Regions from separate parts of the Mus musculus genome. Here all the other regions are linked to region 5. Evidence: chromatin contacts called from public HiChIP or PLAC-seq and promoter capture Hi-C data. All regions are on one chromosome and are shown on one strand. The core of a region is the stretch at or near the end of the contact, and the rest is flanking DNA. Distances in the headings are between cores, read along the strand shown. Region 1 overlaps Maml3 (mastermind like transcriptional coactivator 3). Region 2 holds the start of Mgarp (mitochondria localized glutamic acid rich protein). Region 3 holds the start of Elf2 (E74-like factor 2). Region 4 overlaps Maml3 (mastermind like transcriptional coactivator 3). Region 5 holds the start of Mgst2 (microsomal glutathione S-transferase 2).

The links. HiChIP or PLAC-seq counts read pairs in DNA pulled down with a chosen protein or histone mark. Capture Hi-C pulls out chosen DNA fragments and counts their contacts.
Region 1: an HNF4G HiChIP or PLAC-seq map of pancreatic cancer cells shows a contact between it and region 5. The contact joins the enhancer-like site here to the promoter of Mgst2 in region 5. A contact is called at or near these places in 1 of 484 Hi-C or Micro-C datasets (nephron progenitors), 3 of 115 datasets of contacts at active chromatin or transcription factors (extraembryonic endoderm stem cells, large pre-B cells and pancreatic cancer cells) and 4 of 9 other capture datasets (adipose tissue, embryonic stem cells, liver and 1 more).
Region 2: a contact with region 5 is called in a promoter capture Hi-C map of adipose tissue. The contact joins the promoter of Mgarp here to the promoter of Mgst2 in region 5. A contact is called at or near these places in 1 of 39 promoter capture datasets (pre-B cells), 2 of 115 datasets of contacts at active chromatin or transcription factors (double positive thymocytes and memory CD8 T cells) and 1 of 9 other capture datasets (adipose tissue).
Region 3: a contact with region 5 is called in a FOXA1 HiChIP or PLAC-seq map of pancreatic cancer cells. The contact joins the promoter of Elf2 here to the promoter of Mgst2 in region 5. A contact is called at or near these places in 2 of 115 datasets of contacts at active chromatin or transcription factors (memory CD8 T cells and pancreatic cancer cells).
Region 4: a contact with region 5 is called in an H3K27ac HiChIP or PLAC-seq map of the NIH/3T3 cell line, with 6 times the contacts expected there. The contact joins the enhancer-like site here to the promoter of Mgst2 in region 5. A contact is called at or near these places in 1 of 15 datasets of contacts at CTCF or cohesin (the NIH/3T3 cell line), 4 of 115 datasets of contacts at active chromatin or transcription factors (the NIH/3T3 cell line, bone marrow-derived macrophages, extraembryonic endoderm stem cells and 1 more) and 4 of 9 other capture datasets (adipose tissue, embryonic stem cells, macrophages and 1 more).

The regions. Positions count from the first base shown.
Region 1 is chr3:51,964,426-51,967,494 of GRCm38.p6, forward strand. The region is part of intron 1 of Maml3 (mastermind like transcriptional coactivator 3); the gene reads right to left. Among named protein-coding and RNA genes, the nearest start is that of Maml3, 140 kb to the right of the region's middle. Within about 2 kb of position 1,631, at least 54 of the 459 cell types and tissues checked have an H3K27ac peak or open chromatin away from gene starts, as enhancers often do. A contact at or near this core is called in extraembryonic endoderm stem cells and pancreatic cancer cells, where this site is marked.
Region 2 is chr3:51,395,232-51,398,391 of GRCm38.p6, forward strand. Mgarp (mitochondria localized glutamic acid rich protein) reads right to left here and starts at 1,316. Exons shown (of 4, transcript NM_026358.3): 1 at 1,196-1,316. The coding sequence starts at 1,277.
Region 3 is chr3:51,338,839-51,342,022 of GRCm38.p6, forward strand. Elf2 (E74-like factor 2) reads right to left here and starts at 1,806. Exons shown (of 10, transcript NM_023502.2): 1 at 1,576-1,806.
Region 4 is chr3:51,942,118-51,945,374 of GRCm38.p6, forward strand. All of the region lies in intron 1 of Maml3 (mastermind like transcriptional coactivator 3), which reads right to left. Among named protein-coding and RNA genes, the nearest start is that of Maml3, 160 kb to the right of the region's middle. Within about 2 kb of position 1,699, at least 66 of the 459 cell types and tissues checked have an H3K27ac peak or open chromatin away from gene starts, as enhancers often do. A contact at or near this core is called in the NIH/3T3 cell line, adipose tissue, macrophages and 1 more, where this site is marked.
Region 5 is chr3:51,659,897-51,663,037 of GRCm38.p6, forward strand. Mgst2 (microsomal glutathione S-transferase 2) reads left to right here and starts at 1,283. Exons shown (of 5, transcript NM_174995.3): 1 at 1,283-1,410. The coding sequence starts at 1,353.

The DNA.
Region 1 (3,069 bases), core at 381-2,880, 300 kb after region 5:
ATTTCCACTGGCTTAAGGAATAGGTTCCCCCACTGACCTCCTCTGCCTGTGTGTCTGTATATGTGTGTATCTCTGTGTGTGTGTCTGTGTGTGTGTGCCTGTGTGTGTATGCATGTCTGTCTGTATATATGTATGTATGTATGTATGTATGTATGGGTCTATATGTCTGTGTATATGTTTGTATGTCTGTATGTGTCTGTATGTCTGTGTCTATGTTTGTGTGTATGTCCGTGTGTATGTTTGTGTGTCTGTCTATATGTATGTGTGTCTGTATGTCTCTGTGTATATGTTTGTGTGTCTGTATATCTGTGTGTGTATGTGTCTATGTGTCTGTGTGTGTATGTATGTTTTGTATGTCTGTGTGTATGTCTGTCTGTGTATGTTTGTATGTCTGTGTGTATGTATGTATGCATGTGTCTGTATGTCTGTGTGTATGTTGTATGTCTATGTGTATATGTGTCTCTGTGTATGTATGTGTATGTATATGTTTGTATGTGTGTGTCTGAGTGTGTGAGAGAGAGAGAGATGAAAATGGTAACAAAGACATAAGCCCCTCCTTCCCCGTGGCTCTATTCTGCAGCTCCAGATGTCTTTCTACCTACTGAGTTAAGAATTAGCAAACAGAACAGAATGGTTTTAGGTTCTTTAAGAGTTTAGAATGTCTTGTGAAGTAAAACAAATGATTACGGGGACCAAAGAGCCTGTCCAAAGTCCTACATGAAAAAGGAAGGTGGTGAGTGGAGGTGCTCCCTGCGGAGGCCAGAGGCTCCTCACAGTGGAGAGTCCCTTGCTGTTTCCTGCTTAATTTCAAAGATAACCAGGTGGGGGGAGGCCTGTTAAAGTTACACACACACACACACACACACACACACACACACACACACACACGGGGAGGGAGAAGGAGGAGGAAGAAGAAGAGGAAGAGAAAGAGAAAAGAGAAGAGACACACACAGACACACACAGGAAAACAGGTTAATACCCCCAGGATTCCCAATCATACTTGACAGACAAGAGATTGAGGATTTGACAAACAATGTGCATAAAATCTTCCTTAACCTAGAAAACACTCAGAGGAGAGGGGAAAAAAATCAACTCAGGAGAACCGAGGTTTTAAAAGTAAACTGTAAGAAAGGAGGAATGAAATCATGCTTAGCAGACACACCAGGCTGCAGGAGCTAGAGCCAGCACTGAGACAGCTCCTGTGGCCTCGCTCTGTTTACAGAAAAACCACTACCCTACAGCTGAGGGAAGGGTGTCAGGAGAAGGGGGTTGCTCTTTTCAATAACAACAGATTGGAAAAATACTTCAGTGTAGTCAGACAACAAAGGAAACATCTTCTCTAACTGGAGAGATGCAGCATGAGTACATTTCACCCACCCTTCTGCCTCCCAAAGGAGGTTAGAAAGAGAAAGCAGAAAAACCCCCAGCCTGGAGCTGAACCTGGATACTGAGCAGCAGAAACATCTGTAGGGAGGTGGGCTCCTATTGAGTAGGACTGAAGAAGATGAGGGCCCTGCATGGGAGTCGGGCTGAAGTAAAACGCAGTTCAAGTTTACTCGCTTTCAAGCTCTGCAAACAGGAGGGAGCATGGGCCCTGTCACTCCCCCGTACAGTCTGAATCATCAGTCAGCTCCCAGTAATGACAAGACATAGCCCTGTGGCATAACTCAACCTCAAGATTGCTGTGGGAGACAGCGGCCAGTTTGAAAGCACCAGGTGAGTAAACACATCACATGCCCCTGATCTTCAGTTTTAGGCTGTGGACACCCATCATTTGCTCAAAGGTTACGGCAGAATGTCTGTGCGAAGGTTTTCTAGGTCGAAGTGGACTTTCTGGAATAAGCTGACTCTTTTTATTACAACAAACGAGATGCTGAAAAGTATTCTTCTACCTTGGCACTAGTTCTAAGGTGCCATGAGCAGAGGGGACAGATCCCTCTCCTGGCTGCATGAGTAAACAAGAAGTCACCTAGGGACATTTCAAGATACGTGGTCAGGCAGTAAAAGGACTGTTGGGATGCTATCTCATTCAACTGGGGCACTTCTGTTAGCCTTGAAAAGGTCAAACAATGGTGAACCTAGTGTCGACCAATGCAAATCAGAGTCCCATCTTCTGCCAAATTAAAATAACAAAACAGAAAATAATAATACCACAGGACTTTAGTAGTCACTCCCATGGACCTACCCTTAGCCGGGCACTATGCTGAGAGACCTGTATTTATCAACATACCTAATCTTCCCAAGAGACCCATATGCCAGGGAATATCAACTTAGTTACCACTGAGAAATTGAACCCTTGATGAAAGTGGTAAAATGGGTGCTTCGATCCCCCAACTCCTGGCACAGAAGCTCATGTGTTGAAGGCTCCATTGGTAGTAGGACATTTGTTTTTGTTTTTTAAAAAAGAGTTAAGTCATTGGAGGAATATCCTTGGAGGTCCCTGGAACCCTGGGTCTCTGGGACCCTGGCCCTTCCTAGGGTCTCTCTTTCACTTTCTAGTGACCACAAGGTAAGATATTTTCTTTTTAACATATTTTCTCCAACCTGGAATACTGCTTTGTCATAGGCCCAAAGACAGTGGGGCCTGATCATGGACTGAATCCTTAGTAACTGTGGATTCAAACCATTTCTTCTTTAATTGGCAATGACCCCAGGTGTTTTGTCACAGTGAGGGGAAACTGATGCAACTGGGAGAGAGGCAAGTGACAGCTTCGAAATGATCGATGTGAGGTCACAGATACTGTGAGACAGAGCGTGGTCCCACACAGGGTTGGGGCACACACAGAAAACATAGAAGGACCCTTGTCTGCATTTTGCTGAAGCATCCTTGCTCATAAGTTGCCGTAGGCACCAATTTGCACACAGAGAAAAGTAAGACACCGAAGAACAAGGGCTAAGAAGAGGACATAGGATTAAGAGTTTGAAGAGCTGGCTGCAGCTGAAATCCTGCCATCATCAACTTGAAGAAAATAATCTGTACTCATTAAAAAGCAGAAAAACCTAAGTGGAAATAGAACAGGCGGGTCCTTCTTAGAAATCCTGATCATTACGGCCGTTGCTTCCTGGTAC
Region 2 (3,160 bases), core at 66-2,565, 260 kb before region 5:
GGATGGAGAGAGAGAGGGAGAGAGAGAGAGAGGGAGGGAGGGAGGGAGAGAGAGGGGGGGGGGAGGGAGGGAGGGAGAGAGAGAGAGTTTTCTGTGGAGGATGAGGTCAGTCTCATCTCTTTCTTTATCTGAGCACCAGAACAGTCCCCATTATAATCAGTTTAAAATAAATGGCGTCTCCTCACTTCTGCAAGTTGCTCTCTTATGAGGTATACACATACAGAGGGGAAAGGCGTTCTAGTACTTGTGGGAAGACTTCTTTTAAGCATCATTTAAAAGAATAGGTGACTAGATCTCTTTCTTGAGACCATCCACCACCAACACAGGCCTAATCAAAGCAGGGTGAACAAGTGCTTAAAGCAAAGCAAAGCAAAGCAAAGCTCGCTCTGGCTCATGGATTTCCACAGGCGTTTTTCTGTCTTTCTCAGTCAAATCTTTGCTTTGGATGCTGCCTCCGATGCCCCAAGGAGTGGGGCAAAGTACAGAATAATTAACTTTCTAGTGTCCAAGATCTGTGCCCCAGTGAGTGATGAACAGAGAGGGTGGGCAGCTAGGAGAGGACCTGCAAACCAGCCCAAAGCCTGTAAGCTCTTATAGTCCAGGATGCTGCTTCTTTAGAAAATTTCCAAGAGCGCATTTCCTCACGCATTCCCTAATCCGAAGCTGACGGAGCTGCAAGCTTGTCAGCAACATCAGAAGAGTACCCCGAGGCCTCACTTCGAAGGGATGATCAGGGCCACAAGAAGCCGGGGGTTTATCACCGCCAGGGATCAGTGAACCGACACTTCTTCTAGGGCCCACCTGCGAACACGTGAACACCCCACGTCCACCTACCTATCCGTTCCTTCACCTCTTCGGAGAAACTAGTGGTTCATTGAATAGAAAACCGTGGAACTCTAGGAGAAAGCCAAACCCTCTTCGAAGTGGTTCTTTTCACTCCATATCTACTGATCATAACCCACAGTCACTTAAAAAAAATGAAGGAACATTACTTGCCGGAGATCAGGAATTCAAGACTGGAACCCAGGAAGTCTAATTTGGATTCAGAGGCCATCCTGGAAAAGGTCCTTATTCCCAAAGTTTCCAAGAAATTCGGAGGGCTGGCCTGAGACCCTCCCTCACTGTTCCTTCACTGGCCCAGGGTTCGGGGCGCTGGTGCCCAGCCTGGACGGGTAGAGAAGTGTGGGACACTCACCGTCCTTCCCCAGCGGCGCGGGACCCGGGGGCGCCCTCCGGGGCAGCGCCAGAGTCTTGGACACAGCCCTGCGGAGATACATCGCCAGATGCGCTCAGATTCAGCAGCGGATCAAGCAACCCAGGCTCAGAGGGAGGAGCCAGGGAGCGCCCCGCCCCGGGTGGGACTCCAGATCCCGTGCGTCCCAGCCCCGGGGGATGTGGGAAGGGGATCGAGTTAGTGGTTAGCACCTTGGTCCCCTTACCCAGCTCTAATAGAGTTGCAGTCCCGTGCTCCCCAGCAGTCGCTTAATGGCTGCATCTCAGAAGAGGCTAGGGAGCTTAGAAGTCGCTGTTACGTGCCTGACCCGCTCTGTCCCATGGAGTTATCTCCCGAGCACGCAGGACACGTTTAGAGAAGCGCGCTTGATTCAGGATTCATGCGCAGACGGAATGTATTCTCCAGGTGGAAGACCACTTTATTCCACACACTGTGTTAGCATTCCCAGGAAGAGGTAGCGGGAAACTTAAGAGACGACTTTACAGGCTTATGATTAAAGGAAGGGTAAGGTTTCCCCCTGGCGATGGCTGAGTTCTAAGCCAGCCAGGACTTTTAAATATAGGGTAAAGAGTTTATCTAGCATGGGTTCGATACCCAACAGCGCATAAAACCAGACATGGTGGCGCAAGAAGTTACTCCCAGCACTCAGAGGGGGAGGTAGGATGCTCAGGAGTTCAAGATCTTTGAGGACACCGTAGGCTACAAGAGACCCCGCTTCAAAAATGAATGAATGAATGAATGAACCACTGAAGGCACTAGGCGGTGGTGTGTGTGTGTGTGTGCGTGTGTGTGTGTGTGTGTGTGTGTGTGTGTGTGTGTGTGTGTGACCAAAACAATCCACTAACAGGAAAGTTAGGTAAAGGGCTCTCTGGGGGGAGTAGCAACCGCTCTTAAACACTAAACCATCTCTCCAGTCTGAACTGTGAATCTTGTTTTTTTTTTTTTTGTTTTGTTTTTTGTTTTTTAATTTATTATATGTAAGTACACTGTAGTTGTCTTCAGACACACCCGAAGAGGGCCTCAGATCTCATTACGGATGGTTGTGAGCCACCATGTGGTTGCTGGGATTTGAACTCAGGACCTTTGGAAGAGCAGTCAGTGCTCCTAACAGTTGAGCCGTCTCACCAGCCCCGAATCTTGGTTTCTTGAGACAGGTTTTCTCTGTGTAGCTCTGGGTGTCCTGAAAATCGCTCTGTAGAGCAGGCGAGGCCAGCTGTTTTCAGGAGCCAGGGCTACACAGAGAAACCCCGTCTCAAGAAACCAGGATCCCTGCCCCCTGCCTCCGCAGTGTTGAGATTAAAGGCATAGGCCACTACCACCACCACCACAGAGCGTTGTGAGTCTTGTAGACCCGAGTAAAGCGACTGAGGAAAGCTCTGAAGCATAGTCGATGCGTGATGTATGCTCAGCCCGATGGAAGAGTCAGTGCCGGGTCACGATTTCTCTGCTCCTTTCAGTCTGGTAAGTGAACATAGTTGCATCTGTATGCCCGCCCCAGCTGGGAGAGATGGTATGTCTACACTGTGAGCTTCAGACCTACTCTCTGGGTTCTTTTCATATTTTAAAGAGCCGTTTCCCAAACAAACACCCAAGCACTTTGGTTGTCAGTTTCACTGAATTTTCAGCTGCTTCTCCATCACCCCAGGGCATTTTTGTTAGTTTCTGCTGTAGCTGACTAAAGGTGCAGACAGTTCCCGGCTGCGGGACAGATTCTTCACTGCCCTTGAGAAAATCCTTGACATTTTTCTGTTCTCTTTCAGAAAACACCGAGGGTCAGAAATAAGTTGGCTTAACTCAGATGACCTCCAGTTAATCTTTGGTTGTTGATAAAGACAGAAATTTGAAAACAATGTTAAGGTCCAGTGCCAGCAATAATCATGATTTTGTGGCTTATGTGCTGGTAATTTAAGGTCTTTGGGGTCTGGA
Region 3 (3,184 bases), core at 556-3,055, 320 kb before region 5:
TGATTTGGTAAACTTACCATTGAAGAAATTTGGGATAAAAAAAAAAAAAAAAAACCCAAAGTTTTCAACTCTGTCGAAACATTTTGCAACTGTTTATGTCTGCGAAGTACAGTGAATAATCCAAGTAAACAAGTATAAAGAGGATAACACTGCCAGGGCGATGGTGCCACACACCTTGAAACCCAGGCACTCCGGAGCCGGGGGGGGGGGGGGGGGGGGGGGGGGGGGGGAAGCTGCATGCTGATCTCTGAGTTCGAGGCCAGCCTGGGTCTACAGTGCAAGTTCCAGAACAACAAAGGCTACACAGAGATTCTACCCTGTCTCGACAGACAAAAAGCAAGCAAACAACCAGCAACAGCAAAGGATAACGTTAAATATTGAGATTTTAAATGTTGAAGACACATCAGACTTCAACTTCTTGTATTTACTGGATGTATCAACTACAGCCACATGCCTTCTATAAATCTTATTCCTAAATCCCTTTAAACATAATTCAACAGTTCCCAGTCTCATACGAAGTCATTCAACACTCTAAAGAAACTGTAACCCACAAATATACAATCTTATCTCAGTAGGGCCCGGATGGACATTGTCCACTAGAGAAAGTGAGCAGTTTGCCTCTCAACTGAGACTTGGAGAAAAAAACAAAAACAAAAGTCTTGAGCTCAGAGGCGCAGTTTTTATTATACTTTCTCACTGTCGGATTAAAGCATAAACCACAGAGTAATGTCATGAACACGAGAAAGATGTTCCAGGGTTACAATGACGCGTCCCCCATCTTATTGATAGAGTACTAAGAACTTAAAGAAAGGGTATACAGCTGAGAACGTGGTTCCCATAAGGACAGTCCACCAAGTTGGTCCGTGGGTTATTTTTCCGTCCTTTGCTGACAGAGTAAAAATGTCCCACTAAAGTCTTGAGTGGGTCCGGCCGCCGCGCGCAGCGCCGCTGAGGCAGAATCGGTACCGAGGCGCGCGGGGCGCCCACGACACTCTCCGCGAGATGCCCTAAGGGCCAGCACCGCCGGCGGAGGACCCCGGAGGAGACTCTGGACCTAGGCGCTTCCAAGAGCCCCAGGGTTTTTTTGTTGTTTTGTTGCAAACACAGATAGTGATCGCAGCCTGGCTCCCCGGGGAACCAGGAGAAGGCGGCGACGGAGGGCCGGCGGAGAGTGAGAATAAAAGAACGGCGGAGTACAACCTGTCGTGCCCGCCCCGGCGGCGGGGAGCAGGCCCGACGGCGACGGAAACTGCCGCCCGGGACGCGCTGCCCCGGCAGCCCGGCCGCCGCGCGATGACTGGCGCCGCGAGGTAAACAGCGCGCGCCGCGGTCCCTCGGCGCCACGACCGTTGCCCCGGGCCGCTCCGGTGCGGGCTCCCGCCCTGCCCCCAGCTCCGCCGGTGTCACCGCCCCAGCCTCCGGAAAGCCCCTCCGCCGCCGCCCGAGCAAACAACACAGGCGCGGGGCGGGGGCGCCCGGGAGGAGGCGACACTCGGGACGGCCGGGCTGGCTCGCCGCGCCCTCCCTCTCCCTCCCGCTCGCTCCCGCCGGCCTCCGCCGTCCCCGCGCTCTTACCTGCTCTCCCTCCACGTCGCCGAGTCCCTTGCCCTTCCCTCAGGGCCGCAGACCGGCCGAGACGCCGCAGCCGCCCGCCGTTGGCCCGGCGTCCTGCGGGAAGCCGAGGGGGCCTCCCCTGGCCACCGCGCGAGCCGCTCCGCACCACAGGACGAGACAAAACCGCGCTGCGCCCCCCGCGCGCGCCACCCTACAGATCCCCCCCAACCGCCGAGGCGACGGCGGCGACACAGCCGGGCGCGGGGAAGCTGCGGCCGGCCCCCGCCCTCCGCACCCGCCTCGGCTCCTCCCCCTCGGCCTCCTGCCGCCGCCACCAGGACACTGGAGTCCGCCTCCCCCACCCGGCCGCTCCGCGCGCTCCTCCCTCCCCGCGCGCCGCCGGGGGAGGCGACACCGCCAGTCACCGCAGCGCCTGTCAAACCGGGCCGGCTATTTATACTCCCCACCGCCCTCGGGCCCCCCGCAGCCCGCCTCCTGCGCTCTCGAATCCCGCCCTCTTCTCAGCGCCCAACTTCGCCCGAACCCGCCTGCTCAGGTGGAGACGCTCGCCACTCGTCCCGCTCCGCGTCCCCGGGGCTTCCCCACTCCCCCACGTCGCGCGCTGCACTGCGCTGCGGACGCGGGACCAGCGCGTGGGGACGGCGGGGCCGCGCGTGCACCTGCAGCCCGGCCGGGACGACACGCGCACCTCTTGGGCCACTCTCAGGTCTTTGCTGTCACCCCTCATCACCCCCCTTCCAACTCCGGACTCCCCTCCCAAGACCTCCAGGGACCGCTCTGCACTCGTAGATTAAGCATTAGGGAAGTGAGCGATTGCAAAATAAAACTCTTGTCAGCCCGGGTGTTCAGAGTCCCCGCGCGTCTCCCGGGCTCCGCGGATGGTGGCGGCGCTGGCGGGCAGGAGCGCGCGGCCCGCCCCACCCGGCCACTGACGCACGTGGCGCCCCGCCCCGCCCGTTTCGCGGCCCGGGGCGCCGCCCGCTCCGCCTCCCAGCTCGTCCACCCCGGACCCCGCCCCGTTCCCAGAAATTACCACCGCCCAACGGCCCGGCTGCGCGGCGGTTGGTGCCCGCGGTGGCCGGCGGGCGGGCGGCCCAGCGCGCAGCTGCGGAGCGCGGCGGGCGGCCCCCGTTCGGGGGGGTCCCGGGGAGCCGCGACCGCCCGCCCCAGTCTTTGTCGCTTCTAGTCCCGTCCGCCTCCGAGAAGTAACTCAAGTCCCGAGATCTTCAGAGCCAGGGTGAAGGAGCGCGTGTGTGTGGAGGAAGAGTATCTTGTTCCAAGTGTCCACGAATTGGGGAAAAAAAAGGGGCGAAGCCAGCGGGAGCTGCAGGCTTCTGGTTTGCACACTTTCACACAAAGGGGAGCCTCTGAGCAGGGCACTCTCACGCGCCTTCCAGGGCACAAAAGCCAATGACACGGTGCCCGGGATGTCCTGCGTTTGCAGCGGCTCGCTAATGGTCTTTCTTAGGCGCAGTTATGCATGCTAGGTCTCTTCCCCCAAGCACCACCACCATTCCCCGCCGCCGCGGAATGTATTTGTTTCTTTAACAAAGAGCATCGGTTGTCCCGGTGCGCGCGGGGGCCGATCCTGCTGGGCTCTGACTCCTGC
Region 4 (3,257 bases), core at 449-2,948, 280 kb after region 5:
TGGCGGCTCCTGTCCGAAATTCCAGCACTCAGAAGGCTGAGGCAGGAGGATCACCGTGAGTTCAAGGACATATTGGCTAGAGTGAAATCCTGCCAAGCCTTGCCTCTACAAAATAGTGCAGGGACACACAATGTGCCACATATTTCACAAGCATATGAGTGTGTGTGGGAGAGGTCTCATCAGCTTTTGCTGACTTCTCTTCTAGAGAAAGGGTTTCCCCCTTCAAAGCACTGGGTAAAGTTTTTATTCTCTCATTTCTACACGACAAACTTATTCATAGTCTAAACTGAGCCTCTACCTCTAATCTGCTAGCTGTTTTCTTTTGCTTTTTGTCAAGAAAATACTTCCCCTATTGGCTTAGCTTTCCTCCCGTTCTTGTTCTCTCTCCACAGCTAGAAATTGGCTGTCTTTGTGGAAGCCATTTCTCATGAAGATGCCATGTGTTTTATCACACCATGAAAATGGTGTCACCCTGACTTGGAAAGAGCAATAGAACAACCCTTTGGCAATAGGTGATTGGCCGTGGGCTTGGCTCGTTTATTTGGTAACCCATGGCAGCTTATAAATTTAAAATACAAATTTCTCCATTGAAAAAGCTGCAAATTCCTTTGATCCCAGACATTTGGAGTTTTTGTCGGGTTGTTTGCATAGCTTGCATGTGTGCACTAGCATGTATTGGTGCACATGTATAAAGAGGCCAGCAGTCAACCTCAAATGTTGTTCCCTAGAAGCCACCTGCCTTGTTTGTTGAGAGTCTCTCACTGGCTTGGAACTTACCAAGCAGTTAGAATGCCTGGCCAGTGATCTCCAGGGATCTGCCTGTCCCTCCATCCCTAATCCCAGGATAACAAGTATATATCACCATGCATGGCTTTGGGGGAAGGTGTTCTTAGACTTTTTATTATATTTTATTTATTTATTCATTTATTGTGTGTTGTAGGAGTCGATTTTCTCTGTGTACCTTGTAGGTTCCAGGGATCCAACTTAAGTCATTGGTTTTGGTGGAAGGTTGCCCTTCACCCACTGAGCCAACTCAGCAGCTTGTTTTGGGTGTCTTCAAATACACAAACTGTGACATCTGCAAGCACCAGGGATCCATTTGGGAACAACAACAACAACAACCAAACAAAAATGGTCCTTTCCTTGCAGCCACACTGAGAACACACTAAGGTTTATGACAAAATGATGTCCAGCCCATTGCTCAAAAGGCTTGTGAGCTAGCGCATCACAAAAATGGCTTTGGAACAAGTTTACAGACCTCATGAAAAAGCAGTTTCTAGCAGTTCACAGCTGTGATTTGCTTCCTATATAGGTCCGTTCAACAAGCCCCACGGTCACCAAATTTGACTCATGCTTTATATCTGAAGTATGAAAATACACGTGCAAAGTTTTTGACACTTCTCAAGGGGAATCTAGGGTTTAGACATAGACATGCCACAAAAGGGAAGAGATTTCCTAGAATCTGTAGCCCAAATATAAGCTATTTCATTTTATCTTTCAGATAAACACACTATCTGGACTATCTTCCAGTCAGTCTGTGTCTGATGAATTCACTCAGCCTTTTCGGTTTCCGTCAGGATTTGTTGCCACGAGTTCTCATCTGTCATATGACTAATCAGAGGAAGAGTCTAGTGTGCACCGTAAGTCAAGTTACTTGGCTCTTTGGATATTTTGCCTTTCTTAAAACTGCTGCAATCACACCACTGTCAGCTAAGTGAGCTGGCTTAGTCATCAGGCCAGACCCTGGGCCGTTCACACTGGCCTTTATGAGTGCATGTGTTCCCAAGCAAGCAGGATTCCTCCAACGAGTCATTTCAAACCCCAGGAGCTTTGCTCTGGCCGCAGAACACGCACAGCCAAGACAAATGGAATTCACTTTCCATACTCCTGTCTGTGGCTTTGGTCATTGCAGGAGCCAAGCTCAAAACAGTGCTCGGTTTATTGGCAAGGATTAAAACACTGGAAAATGTATTATTGATTTGTCTGGTTGGATCTAAACTGTAAAGGTTCGGGGTAGTAAGTTCATGTCTTAGACCAGAGACTTTTGGAAGTCTCTGTTTTGTTTAGCAAGTATTCCTGGGATAGAGACAGGGCGTCCCTCTTAGTTAGAGCTGTGTTGCTGGGTCAGAGATTATGAGGACACAATAACTGGAGCTCCAGAAATGGGGGGGGCGTGGCCAACAACATCTGTGAACATCCCAAGTTCGTGCCTCGAATCAAAACTACTAATTTTCCAAAGAAACAACTCGGAAAAGGTGACTCCTGCCATGAGAGTCATTCACTTGTGGGCAAAAATGGAGGGGAAATGTCATTTATTTTGAATCCCAATTGCTTTGATATATCCTACTGAAGCAAGAGCAACAATAGATACAGATGTACGAACACGGAATTATCATTTTATTATTTTTATGAAGGGTAGACTAGAGAAGCGACATTCTTCATTCTCCTATTCACAGTTACAAGCAGATTCCACAAGCCTAAGGCCAATTCACATAGAAGTATTTTCCATGGCTTTCTGCATCCAGAATATTTATGAGTTCAAAGTGTTGTTGATGTATTAAAGGCATACCTGTTCTTATGAAAATGAACTAGCCAGCCAGGCACTGTGGTGAATGCCTTTAATCCCAGCACTTGGGAGACAGAGGCAGGCTGATCTCTGAGTTGGAGACCAGAATGTTCAATATAGTAAGTTACAAGATTGTTACATAAAGAGGCCCTCTCTCAATAAACCAAAACCTAACCAAACCAAGAAAAGCAAAAACAAAAAGAAAAAATAAAAGAAAATGCACTAACCAAAAAAATTTAGTTTTCTTTTACATTTAGTTGAACTTAATAAGTATCTGTCACTTACATACCATGTTAACTACAATCGCAGGGGATCCTGAAGAATATAAGATAGAGTTTCATCTCTTTATGGCCTTCTAATGTCATTGAGAAAAAGTACAAACACAGAAAAGTAGCTAAGTAATGTCCATGACTTGACTCAGTTTTCCCACTTGTAAAATGAAGGAGTCAAAGTAGATGATTCCTGGGTCCTTCCAGGTAAGCACCGCTTTTTAAAAACGCTGTGCATGTGTGCATTAGTGCATGCATGTGTGCATTAGTGCACGCATGCATGCATTTTCCTGGGCGTTCACTTACCATGCCCCATGTGTGGCCAGAGGACAACATTGGATATCAGTCTTCTACATTGCCTTGTTTGAGACAGAGTCAGAGTCTCTTGTTCACCACTGTATGGGCCTGGTCAGTTGACATGT
Region 5 (3,141 bases), core at 33-2,532:
AAATAAAACAAAGCCTAGTTTTGTAGGCTTTTGTTGCTTCCACAGCAATATTCTCATGGTAGGATCACATACAAATTTTGTCTCTGCAGAAGGTCAGTAATGTCCCTGAGTGAAGCCCTGAGGAGACAACCAGCTGTGATCTTCTACCTTTCTAGAGGTAGTACCTATTTATGGCAGGATTAATCTGCCTCAAAAGAGATGCAAAAGGTTTCTGGTGAGTTGGGGACAGGGGCATGACAAGATTGACACTGGGGAGCCTTAGTACCCTGTTGGTACAAGGTCAAGGGCATCTTTAAGCCACCTGAGGAATCTAGCATGGACAGGCATGGCCTCCTGGGCAAACATGATCTTCTCCACCCAGACAGCTATGCATCATCACCAGGCTCGGGCCCAGCCCCCCAGGGCAGATGGTGTCTCTCAGACCCTTTGCATTGAACTTTGCTCCACCCTGTAGATGTGGTTAAACACCTCAGGACCCTAGAGCAGGAACTACAGATGCTCGAGGACCAGAGGCCCCACGTCCCCAGTGAAAGAGAGCGTCAAAAAATGACTAATAAGGCAGAGCAGGTGCGTAGGCTTCAGGCTTTTATTTATTTTTAATTTGTCTCTTAGGAGCTGGAGTTGAGGAATTGGGAGAGATCGGGGTGTGTGTGTGTATTTGGTAAAAAAAAAAAAAGACAGTAACTCAGTAGGCAGCTCAAGAGGGTCAATCTGGAGTCTTTGTGTGTGTGTGTGTGTGTGTGTGTGTGTGTGTGTGTGTACACAAGAACACTTAATCCTAGATCTTCAATTTACTAGGTGAATCAAGTCATCTTAGCATAGATATGAAATTAGCATAAGAACTTCACACTAGGAATTAGAGAGATCTCAGAAAGGTTTTGGGCAGAGTGAAGGGCCAAAGAGCTGGTGAAGAGGCAGAGAAAATAGAGTAGCCCAGGCTCTGAGGCTGGAAGGCTCACCGCAGGGCGAGCTGGTGTGTTTGTGTATCTGTATGTCTGTGTAGGGTGTGTGTCTGTGTAGGGTGTGAGTCTGTGTAGGAAGTGTGTGTAAGGTGTGTGTCTGTGTAGGGTGTGTGTCTGTGTAGGGTGTGTGTCTGGGGTGTGTTCAGAAAGAAACAGATATGGTTCTGTGCCAGCAGCCCAGCCTTGCCTGCTTCTGTGGTTTTCTCTTCCAGTGCAAAGGTTGTTACTCAACCTTGAATCCTGCTTTTTTTTTCTTTCCCAATCCTGTTGACTCAACTCTGTTGCCTTTATAAAGGAGAAGACCAGCCCCTCAGGGTCCTAAAGCACCTATGCTCTTCATCTGACTTCCTACAAACAGTTCTGTGAAAGAGATCAGAGAGTGAAAGAAAGATGGCCGGGGATTCAAGCCTGCTGGCTGCAGTCTCTCTTCTCTCTGCCTGTCAGCAAAGTAAGAACACTGGAGCTGTGTGTGTGCACGGGTGTATGTGTGTGCACACGTGTGTGTGTGTGTGTGTGTGTGTGTGAGAGAGAGAGAGAGAGAGAGAGAGAGAGAGAGAGAGAGAGAGAGAGATTGCTTCAGTGTTTAGGTTTCATGCCTGCATTTTGTTGGTAGTTCTGGGTGCCCAGCAGACAGTTGCTCAGAGTGGCTTGCCCACTCCTTCCCCGAGATGGGTAGAATTTGAGGATGTTCTCTCTGGGATGTTGTGGGCCTCTGAGCCCAGTGACTCTATCATTTATGGTGACAGTTCATATCTCAGTGCCGGGAGCCCCAGGAGTCTCAGGCAGGGCCGTGAGCACATAAAAATGGAGAGCACAGACAGCCGTTAGGCATGTTCACCAGGAAACTATTCCTGTCTCTAAAGTTGGTTGTAAACATTTAAAGCATTTTTGTTTCGTTTTGTTTTGTCTTTAAGAAAAATTGCCCATGGCAGATTTGATCACCAGGGTAAAGTTCTGCAGAAATATGCAGTTTAGATTACATAATGAATTCTAAATATTACAAGATATCTCCACTAGGATGACTTCACATCCACCTCGGCCTGGATAAATGGAGACTCTGTCTGCCCAGGAGCGAAGTTCCTCAACTCATGCTACCTTCCTTCCATGCTTAGTGAACAGTTGCTTACCAAGAATGCCTGTTTATTCTTTCTGGGGTGCATCTTCCAGATACCTGGGTTGAGAGCTGGGGATAGTGCAGGCTGCACACCGCCGGGAGGAAATGACTGCTCTGTTTAGTGGGAGAGCAGGGTCTCCGCACTCGCGCAGTGGCTAGCCTAGCCAGTCTGCTTTGTGGATAAGGGAAACTGTGCTTTTGTGGACTAGAGCAGGAATTTGCTACCAACCCCTGGAGAATTTGGGTCTAAGCAAACAGTGTACCTTGGTCTTGCAGTTACAAGGGGGGGCAACAGGGACAAGGGCTACATGTCCCTTCCCACAGAGACTCTATCCCCACAGAGAGCCTTTTGTGTGTTGACTCATGCTGAGGACACTGTGTGCTGGGACCAGGCATGAGGCAGTTCGATGGTGATGGAAGACGAGAACAGGAAGAGAAGAGACCAGAAAAATGATGTTTGTGGCAGAAAAAAAAAGTTTAATTGTTGGGGGTGGATCGCAGAGAGAGAGAGGGAGAGAGAGAGAGAGAGAGAGAGAGAGACACGGAGACAAAGAGACAGAGAGATACTGTTTAGCCAGCCACTTCAACAGAAGTTTGTTGTTCACAGAATTAGGACACCTAATTCATTCAGGCTTTTAAGACAGACCCACCAAGATCTGTGTAGTCCACCTTTCCGGAAGTGCACCCGGACCTGTGTGGTTCAGCCTTCCGGAAGCTGACTGCTCCAGGCCAGGATTTTCTGCTTTTCCATCTCCTCAGCACAGAAAGTTAAACAGGATCCTGAGTAGGAAGTACCTCCGTGGTGACTGGCCCAGAATAGGTCCTTACCACTGTTCCCCTCCTAAACTTCTTATCTGCACAGAGAAGCTGCCAAATAGAGAAGTGGCTTCCCCGGGGGAAGGCTCTGTGATTGAGTGGTCCTCGGTGGTGGAGGAAGTATCCCCTTGTACTGTCCCTAGCACACAAACATCCCCCCAGCCCCAGGAAAGAGGAAAGGTAAGAGAAATTCAGTCTTTCCACAGAAGGGATGGAATAGCTTGTCCATGGTTACTGCATGCCATTTGC